Regions from separate parts of the Xenopus tropicalis genome. Here region 1 is linked to region 2. Evidence: chromatin contacts called from public Hi-C data. All regions are on one chromosome and are shown on one strand. The core of a region is the stretch at or near the end of the contact, and the rest is flanking DNA. Distances in the headings are between cores, read along the strand shown.

The links. Hi-C and Micro-C count contacts between places; a contact is called where the count stands out from the background.
Region 1: a contact with region 2 is called in a Hi-C map of brain, with 6 times the contacts expected there. The contact joins two enhancer-like sites. A contact is called at or near these places in 4 of 5 Hi-C or Micro-C datasets (brain, gastrula embryo, neurula embryo and 1 more).

The regions. Positions count from the first base shown.
Region 1 is chr10:9,884,909-9,890,147 of UCB_Xtro_10.0, reverse strand. No RefSeq gene overlaps it. Among named protein-coding and RNA genes, the nearest start is that of erbb2, 6.1 kb to the right of the region's middle. Within about 2 kb of position 2,472, at least 1 of the 11 cell types and tissues checked has an H3K27ac peak or open chromatin away from gene starts, as enhancers often do.
Region 2 is chr10:9,810,633-9,816,040 of UCB_Xtro_10.0, reverse strand. erbb2 (receptor tyrosine-protein kinase erbB-2) reads left to right here. Exons shown (of 27, transcript XM_002940374.5): 19 at 603-701; 20 at 1,330-1,515; 21 at 2,717-2,872; 22 at 4,045-4,120; 23 at 4,204-4,350; 24 at 4,540-4,637; 25 at 5,136-5,312. Among named protein-coding and RNA genes, the nearest start is that of mien1, 30 kb to the right of the region's middle. Within about 2 kb of position 1,445, at least 1 of the 11 cell types and tissues checked has an H3K27ac peak or open chromatin away from gene starts, as enhancers often do.

The sequences.
Region 1 (5,239 bases), core at 1,223-3,722, 73 kb before region 2:
TGCCTCTGGGTACTGGGAATGCCAGGGGGGCTGTAAGGTGCCATAGGCAGTCACTATTTATTGGGCTGGGGGGGGGGCTGTTTGTGCCTCTGGGTACTGGGAATGCCAGGGGGGCTGTAAGGTGCCACAGACAGTCACTATTTATTGGGCTGGGGGGGGCTGTTTGTGCCTCTGGGTACTGGGAATGCCAGGGGGGCTGTAAGGTGCCACAGACAGTCACTATTTATTGGGCTGGGGGGGGCTGTTTGTGCCTCTGGGTACTGGGAATGCCAGGGGGGCTGTAAGGTGCCACAGACAGTCACTATTTATTGGGCTGGAGGGGCTGTTTGTGCCTCTGGGTACTGGGAATGCCAGGGGGGCTGTAAGGTGCCATAGGCAGTCACTATTTATTGGGCTGGGGGGGCTGTTTGGGCCTCTGGGTACTGGGAATGCCAGGGGGGCTGTAAGGTGCCATAGGCAGTCACTATTTATTGGGCTGGGGGGCTGTTTGTGCCTCTGGGTACTGGGAATGCCAGGGGGGCTGTAAGGTGCCATAGACACTCACTTTTTAGTGGCTTGGTGGGGGGCTGTTTGGGCCTCTGTGTACTTGAAATGCCAGGGTCTATCCTGAATATTAGTCTGGACCTGGTAAATAAGGAGTGGATCACTATCCCCTTATAAGACAGGGTGGGGTGACATCTCTGCTAATTCATCCGATAGTCACCCCTATCTTTCACTGGTAGACAACTGGTTAACAATGACCCGTCCATCAAGAAGTCCGGCCAGAAATACCTGTTTCCATATTATTTTGTTTTAAAAAGTTAAACGTGGCAGCTTAATACTTATATATAGGTGCCATTGTGTATATCTCCTACATCACCTGACTTTTACAAAAATAGCTTTTTTTTTGTACATATCCATCCTACGCAAAGAGATATGCAATGCAGCCAATGTTATTGTTCACTGATTGCCGGTAAACATGTTTATGCCCATGAGGAGGCAGCTGGGGGCAAATTAGCTCTCGGAGACAGGGTCTGAATGTAAATACTATTACCCCATATTATCTGCATTGGTTATATACACTCATTGCTTAGGGTGATGTCCCACGTAAAGATTAGTCGCCTGCGGTTAATATCGTCTACTATAGGCGACTAATCTCCCCATGGGCCATTGACCATACTTGGTCCAAAATAGTAGGAAACGATCATTCCAGTTATTAGAAAGAAAAATATAAGAAGAGGGGTTTTTTTTTCAGAAAAGGCAACAACCCCATTAGCCACAACGGAGGTTAAAAGGGATGTAAACTCCAAAATATCTGTAGGAAGGGTTGCCACCTTTTTACTGGAAAAAATATCGGCTTTTCTATATTTTTATATTTCTTCTTTATTAATAACACAGGTGGGGGTGTAAGGGAACCCATACGCAGGGGTGGGCTAAGCCGACCAGGCACCCTAGGCAATCCAGTCGTCCACCTTGCCCCTGCAACCTCACAAGGACAAGCGACGGGGGCAATGACAAGCGGCAGGGGCAATGACAAGCGACGGGGGCAATGACAAGCGGCAGGGGCAATGACAAGCGACGGGGGCAATGACAAGTGACGGGGGCAATGACAAGGGAACGAAGACTAAGGGTAGGCAGGAAAGGAACCTACCTGGTGCCCCCTTATTGTTGCACCCTAGGCAGGTCCCTCTTCTGCCTACCTCTAGTTCCAGCCCTGCCCATAGGGTTAACTTTCTCCTAATGTTCAGGAAGTCCCTGGTCAGTGACCTATGCTCTGTGAGAGGGAAGTATTCCCCATTTGCCCCAAGGTAGCTTGCCAGTCCCTGGTTCTCTCTTCTATAAAAGGGGAGGCAACATGATCAGGCACTTTCTGGACTCCACCATATCGGGGTGGGTCTGCCAGAGGTGGAGGTAGTCCTCAGTATAAAAGGGGAGGCAACATGCTTGGACTCTTTCTGGATTCCACCGTAGTAGGGTGGATCTGGTGGAGGTGGAGGTAGACCATTGTTGGACTCTAAAGGTGGCCACACACCTTGTGATCCCCTCGTTTGGCAAGGTTGCCAAAAGAGCGGATCTCCTCCTGATATGCCCACCTATGGGGGGGCAATATGGGGCTAATAAACAGCAGGTATATGAGCCAATGGACCACATCAATGAACCTATGCAGTCCCTGATCTGACAGGAAACTCAAACCTTCCCAATCTCGCCAATTTTAGGCCAGATATGGGTCAGGTAGGCCCATCAGGGGTGCCCATACAGAAAAGCTGCCCAATCGGTCTAAAGGACCTTAAAGGTGTATGGCTTAAGGTAACCATTCCTTATGGAATTAAATTAGAAAGTAACAGGCTGGCATCCTGCCATAATACACATAACAGTGTAAGGTGAATAAAAGCAGCCCTGTGCTCCACCAAGGAGAAATTGTGGGGTTAGTATTACCCAGGTGATACCTGCCAGAGTAGCGACCAGTGTGATAGGGCTCAGGGTAGAGTGCATTCCCTTGGAGCACCCTCTGAATATAAATGTGGTAAGAATAAATAGTGAATAACGTACCCCCCATTGTAAAATATAAGGATATCACAAGTCACCCAGAAGTTCCATGACCATATAAAGGCCTAAAGCCCCAGTGCTTTTATACAGGTCATGGAACTTTGGGGTAACTTCTAATATCCTCATGTTCTATTAGTATAATAAGTATAAATAAGTTTCAGTGAGTCATGTGACCTTGGAGTTCTATAATCTGTATAAAATCACTTGGTCTGCACCGGTGGTCAGGGTTGGACTGGGCCGCTGAGACAACGGGAAAAATCCCGGTGGCCCAGACCCGACCCTTGCCGGTGCTCCCCCTGCCCGACCGTTCCTTCCCTGACGCGTTAAATTTATGCGTTGGGGGGAGGATGTCGGGTGGGGGGCCCTGCGAGGGGGGTTAGGGGGCCCCTGCGGGGGGGAAGGTTAGGGGACGCGGCCAGCGGGGGCACCTGCAGAGCCCCTTCACCCCCCAGTCCGGCCCTGCTGGCGGTTCTGACTTTTGCAACAAAACAGCAGAAGTCAGCTGATTCATTCCATTGACAAACAGCTGAATGAATGTGTATTATGCTAAATGTTATTTGGGGTTTTACTTACCCTTTAAACGATCGCCAGGAGAGCAGGAGTAACTGCAGAACTATCCAGTAAGGTTATGGCTGCTATTGTCTGGTTATGGACCACTGTTTATAGAGAACTGTCATGCCCATATTAATCAATGCAAACACGCAGAGAAAGGATGTTGTGTGCACAATAAGACATGTCACAATCATTTGCTGCTTATTTAAGGGAAAGTAAACACGGGATAAATAGCACTTGAAACGAGGTTTATATTCCGGTAATAGCAGTTTTGTGGCTTTGTTTTGCTCGAGTAATTTCTATGCACCAACTTGGCTCAACACACCCTCTTCCTTATTGTCATCCTCACTTTTTTTTATGGAGCTTTATGCTCCGACATAAATATAATCACTGTAATCCTACCGTAAGGCGAGTACAGCAACAATGTGGGGTTTTAAAGGGGAAATACACTTTAAAATCACAGTTTGCTGTGATATAGAAAGTGATCTTCTGAGGCAATCTAGGATTAAAGGGGAACTCCGACTTCTGAACCAAAATTTGTTGAAGAGCCCCACACAGCACAGAAACCCCTAATATCCCTATCCCTGTAATCTGTTCCTTCAAACAGTAGGAATAAATACCATTTTTATATGCTGAAATCCAGCTGCAAAACTGTTCTTCTCTTTCTGCATCATTTGTAATCCTGGCAGGGGAGGAGGGACTAAAACACTGATGTTACAAATTGTAACAACTTCTCCACAGCTTACAGACAGCATGCAGGAACTACATAACCCACAATGCATTGCACTGGGATGTTCCTTTCCTTATTGACACCACGTGTGCAGCAGGGAATTGTGGGATTGGGAGGATGCAGGCTAAAGGTAGGCTGGGGACCGGCGACTACCTCTAATTTTTTGTTGTTTTGGAATTATTTATAATTTTTGGTTCTTCTGTATGGTTGCCGTTGTTCAATTACCCAAGCAACCAAGCTGCCAGTTTACAAATCAGAATAGAAAAGGAGCAAAACAAATGAAAAAATAATTATAGCAATAAAACTGAAGCTGGGGTCGGTGACCCTGACAACCAGATAGCAGTTTTAGGTGCTAGTTGGAAATAGACAGCATAAGAACACTATTTAAAAAAAAAAAAAAATACATGAATAATAAAGACCAATTGAAAAGTCTTTCTCGGTTTGAAATTTAGACTCGTTGTTAGGGAATGATCCCCCTGGCAACCAAGCAGCATCTTTAACATCAGCATGGAAGAAGAAGGGAGAGGGACTGAACAGAAAGATAAGCAGTAAACACTGGGAATAACAACCAAAACCCAACAGGTAATTACAGAAAAACAAATCTATGTCCCAATCCCACTAACAGATATTTTTTTGGGGAATTCCATAAATAATTTGATTATTTGTATTCTGTCCTTTTCTAATTATTTCCCAGTTAAGTGCCGTCTCATTACTTGACCTGATAGTAGCGCCTCCCTCAGCCTATCAGCAGGGCTGGGTATGAACAACCTGTATTTTATTCATTTCCCTTGTATGTTTACATGTAAGAAACCCTACCAGCCCCAAGGTGCCTTAATGTCAGCTACTTTGCACTAAGAATGTTTCATGCAAGGTTATAAATAGTCATGGCCTCCTTATCTCAGGGCTTCAGGGGCACTGCAACTCTGCCTGGCATTCCCTGTCTGCATGGATTTACTCATACACTGTGCTGGTCACAGTGCCACTAGGCCCTCAGTGCCTATAGTAGCAGTGGTGGGATAATAGCCTCTGGGAAGGGGCTGGGGCTGTGGGATAGCAGGTATAGTAGGGAGAGATGGTGCCTATAGTAGCAGTGGTGGGATAATAGCCTCTGGGAAGGGGCTGGGGCTGTGGGATAGCAGGTATAGTAGGGAGAGATGGTGCCTATAGTAGCAGTGGGGGGATAATAGCCTCTGGGAAGGGACTGGGGCTGTGGGATAGCAGGTATAGTAGGGAGAGATGGTGCCTATAGTAGCAGTGGTGGGATAATAGCCTCTGGGAAGGGGCTGGGGCTGTGGGATAGCAGGTATAGTAGGGAGAGATGGTGCCTATAGTAGCAGTGGTGGGATAATAGCCTCTGGGAAGGGGCTGGGGCTGTGGGATAGCAGGTATAGTAGGGAGAGATGGTGCCTATAGTAGCAGTGGGGGGATAAT
Region 2 (5,408 bases), core at 196-2,695:
TTTATGGGATACCAACCCATAAATATAAAGTACAATCTGGTTGCTATGGTCGCTAACACAGAAATGCTTAAAGCAGTGTAAAGTAAAATGAAAAATTGTATTTGTCAAAGGTATCATTCAAGCTGAATATATACTACCCTGGGCACCCCACAATATCCCAGTACCCCAAAAGTGCACCACAGACCCCATTGTGTAACCAACACTGCGGAATCAACACATCAACCTGGACATAGCTTACAGAATGGGGCAGCATTTATCAAAACTAGACTGTTCCAATGAAACTGGACCTGAGGCAGAACTAGCTGACACTGAAATAATTACACTAGTGCACTAGTGCTGCCCCCTGCTGTTTTTAAGGCCCCATAGCATTCTGAGACATAGTCACTATTTATTGGGCTGCTGGGGGGCTGTTAGGGCCTCTGTGTACTTGAAATTCCAAGGCCTATTTTGAATCCCAGTTGATCTTCTGAAGACTCTGAGATGTCTAAACCCAGTCTAAACCTCATTTAGCTATGCTTAGAAAAGAGTTGAGCACTAGGGTGGTTAAACAATATGTTTCCATTTGGTAAACCCTATCCCGTGGCTGTCTTTCCCATTTTTAGGGTATTTGGATTCCAGATGGTGAAAACATCAAAATCCCAGTTGCCATCAAAGTTTTGAGGGAGAACACGTCACCTAAAGCCAACAAAGAGATCCTTGATGTAAGTATCAGTTTAACACATCAGTATCTGCAAACTGCTATGCAAGTTTACACTACTGTCTGTTCTGGAGCACGGAGACCAGCATCGCTGGAAGAAGATACACGGAGCTACTTAGTAGCAGCTACTTGTTACGGCTACTAGACACCACAAAATCCCCTGCCATAGACAATACTGAGAATTGCCTCTGCTAAACACACATAGAGACAGTTATCAGTAAATGATCAGCATTGTCTATTTTAGTAGCCACAACAAGTAGCTGCAACTAGTAGCTCCGTGTGTCTCCACCCTTAAGAATACAGCACGGCCAAGGCAAGCAGGCAACACTATATTCATATGGGTAAAGACACACGGAGCTACTAGTAGCAGCTATTTGTCACAGCTACTTAAACACAATGCTGATCATTTACTGATAATTGTCACTACATGCATTTTTGCAGAGGCAATTCTCAGTCTTGTCTATGGCAGGGGATTTTCTACCATAGATCAGCCATCTTTTTCTTTCTTTCCACCTGTGTATTTAATATTATTTAGTTGTATACACGCAGTTTTATGTGAAATTCCTATTTTTTAGTAATGTTTAAATTAGTAATAAATGTGTAAGAATATCAGTAACTCTGGTTTTGTGCAGGAAGCCTATGTGATGGCAGGGGTGGGCAGCCCTTACGTTTGTCGGCTGCTAGGGATCTGCCTTACATCCACCGTACAGCTTGTCACCCAACTCATGCCGTACGGCTGCTTACTGGACTATGTGAGGGAGAACAAAGACCGCATTGCTTCCAGAGATCTCCTCAACTGGTGTGTGCAGATAGCAAAGGTAAGAAGAGCTAAACCCCTCATAGGCAAAAGCCCCCACAGACTGCCCTCCATTGATCCCCTTCCCTGCAGAGTCTATTGAGGTGCCCATACATGGGCCGATTCTAGCTGCAGATATTGGTCCCTTACACCGATTCGGCAGCTAATCGGCCCGTGTAGGGGCACTACCGACGGGCCTGCCTGACCGATATCTGGCCTGAAATCAGCCAGATCTTGATCGGGCAGGTTAGAAAATCTAGTCGGATCGGGCACTTTGTCTATACCCGTTGTTATAATTCGACCGTTTGGCCCCAGGGCCAAATGATCAAATTAACTTGGATTCTCCTGATATCGCTCACCCGTAGGTGGGGATATCGGGAAAAGATCCGCTCGCTTGGCGATGAAGGTGCATGGCCACCTTTAGATGCAAAATTGTCCCTGTCGTGAAAGCTGACCTATAGCAGAGTAGCACAAATTACTTCCCAGTCTATCCAATTAACTCTGCAGGGAGGGAGCAGGGAAGGGGGGCTAGTTGGGGGCAGGATGTGCAGGAATTCATGGAGACTTTGGATTTTTGCGCGCAACATTGGTCATGCACCACTGTTGATAGAATCAATAGCGCTGAGTGTGCGTGTCTGGGTTACAGGGAGTAAAGAACACACTGGGGCTCATTTATAAACACAGGCAGATTTGCACGTGGGCAGTAATGACCAATCAGTGATTGGCTTTTTTTAGCCAGCTGCAGGTTAAATAGTTAATGCAAACACTTAATTGGTTGCCGTGGGTTACTGCCCAGATGCAAAATTGCCCAGTGTTTATAAATGAGCCCCACTGACATAATTAGTAAGAGGGATCTGGGTGTCGGGGGGTACAGAATCTGAACTGTAAGTAAAGGAACAGACTGACAAAATCATAGTAGTGAGTTTGAGTGTTACATTGGGTAAAAAAATAACAGAATCGGTATAAGTTAGTCTATCAAAAAAGTTTAGAGTTTAATACGTAAAAACTCAGTTTCTATTCATTGCTATTGGATTTTTAGAAGTGTATTTATCAGTGGGTGAAAGTTTATGTTCATCATTCGATAAATACACTGCTAAAAACCCCACAGAAATAAATAGAATGTGGGTGAATTTTTATGTATTGGGCTCTAAATTCACATTTTAATAAATCTGCCCCTAAATGTCACGTTACACAGCTGTGGGTAATATACATGTTTGTCGCAGGGGATGACCTACCTGGAGGATGTGCGCTTGGTGCACAGAGACCTAGCTGCACGCAATGTACTGGTGAAGAGCCCGTCACATGTGAAAATCACAGACTTTGGCCTGGCCCGACTATTGGATGTGGATGAGACTGAGTACCACGCTGATGGTGGAAAGGTAAGAGCCATCAAAAATTGTAGCAACAAAGGTTTTAAAGGATAAATAAGCTAAATAAAGATACATATGAAGTAGTAGAGTAAGTTGTCAGGAGAAAGAGAGGTCTGGGCTGCTGTTCCTCTGGTCAGGAAAGACATTGGAAACCTCCGATTACTTTCCTTACATCTTTCCTAACAAGAAGAACATCTTTCTTTCTGCTGACAACGTCTTTAACTACTTCATGGTCAGAAACCGACCAGCAGGTGGAGCTGTTGTGAAAAAAATTAATTCATATTGACAGTACAGGTATGGGACTCATTATCCGGAATGCTTGGGACTTGGGGTTTTCCAGATAAGGGATCTTTCCATAATTTGGATCTCAATACCTTAAGTGTACTAAAAGATTATTTAAACATTAGATAAACCCAATAGGATTGTTTTGCTTCCAATAAGGATTAATTATATCTTAGTTGGGATCAAGGACAAGGTACTGTTTTATTATTACAGAGAAAAGGGAATCATTTAACCATTAAATAAACCCAATAGGGCTGTTCTGCCCCCAATAAGGGGTAATTATATCTTAGTTGGGATCAAGTACAGGTACTGTTTTATTATTACAGAGAAAAGAGAATCATTTAACCATGAAATAAACCCAATAGGGCTGTTCTGCCCCCAATAAGGGGTAATTATATCTTAGTTGGGATCAAGTACAGGTACTGTTTTATTATTACAGAGAAAAGGGAATCATTTAACCATTAAATAAACCCAATAGGGCTGTTCTGCCCCCAATAAGGGGTAATTATATCTTAGTTGGGATCAAGTACAGGTACTGTTTTATTATTACAAAGCAAAAGGAAATCATTTTTAAAAATTAGAATTATTTGCTTATAATGGAGTCTATGAGAGATCGCCTTCCTGTAATTTGGAACTTTCTGGATAATGAGTTTCCGGATAAGGGACCCCATACCTGTACTTTAATCTTGGAAGTAAAAAAAGAAATAAATAATGAATGTGAATCACAAAAGTGCAAGGTTTACTTATCCTTGATAAAGCCTATCACATGATGAGAGCAGATTTGCCAATAGCCATTTGAGGCACCACATGACAGCCCCTTTGTAGATCATAAAGGTGGTAGCTTGGTTTCCAAATATTAAAGATAATTTTTTCTCTGTCCCACTCTTTCCCTCACTCAGGTCCCCATCAAATGGATGGCTTTAGAGTCCATTTTGCATAGAAGATTCACCCACCAGAGTGATGTCTGGAGCTACGGTAAGCAAGAAAGCACAGCATATACAACTAGTTGGCCAGAATATGCTCTGTACCTAATGCTTGGGTGTGTTGTTGGCGTTTAGGTGTAACAGTTTGGGAGCTCATGACCTTTGGGGCAAAACCCTACGATGGAATCCCGGCCCGAGAAATCCCGGACCTTTTGGAAAAAGGGGAGAGGCTTCCACAGCCGCCAGTCTGCACCATAGATGTTTATATGATCATGGTTAAGTGTAAGTGATTGTCATTAATAAATATTTCCATTTATTAAAGTCAAAAATAGCACCGTCTTCTCTTCTCCACAAACTCCCAATAACCCTCTTTCCTCAATAATCCTTCATTTGTTTCCTATTGCCCATGCAGTTCTCTCATTGTAGTTCTGCCTGCAGATTCTTCATTCTCTCATTTTTCCTCTCATTTAGGCTGGATGATAGACTCAGAATTCAGACCCAAGTTTCGGGACCTCGTTGGTGAACTCTCTCGTATGGCTCGGGATCCGTCACGTTATGTGGTCATTGAGGTACGAGAAGCAAAACAGTTGTAGTTTATGAGCCCAATAAATGCAAGAGAATACACTCAGCTAAAGCACAAGCATGGGAACCGTCATATGGAAACCCATTGGTCTTCATTATTATTTTTATTTTATTTATTTATTATTTATTTATTTATTTTTAGTTATTTGCTTTCCTTTTCTACCTCTTTGCAGCTTTCAAATGGGGGTCACTGACCCCGGCAGCCAAAAACTATTTCTCTGCCAGGCTACATTTCATTGTTATTGTTACTTTTTATTCCATATCTTTTTGTTCAGTCCCTCTTTTATGCTTATTTCAAACTCTTACACTAACTGGTTGGTAGCAAAATGAGAACCTAGCAACCAGGTAGCTGCTGAAATACCAAACTAGAGCGACGCTGAACAAAAAGCTAAATAACCAAAAAACCATAAAAATTCTAAATAATATTCTCAGAACTGATATGCAAGGGATGCTGAAGTATTGACCATTTTCATTGACTTCCTCAGAATGAAGAGTTCCTGGCTCAGGCGAGCCCGATGACCACCCAGTTTTACAGTGCCTTGCTGCAGGAAGTCGGGATGGATGACCTGGTGGATGCAGAGGAATATCTGGTGCCCCAGAGGGGATTCTTCCCATCAGAGGATGTTACTTCCGAGCATCGCAGCAGGATTTCATCAACGCGGGTAACAGACATGTCTCTACTCCTGATTCTAACACGTTTATGGGCACAGTATCATCAATAAAATGTTACTATTGAGGATACACATGAGTATCCTGAG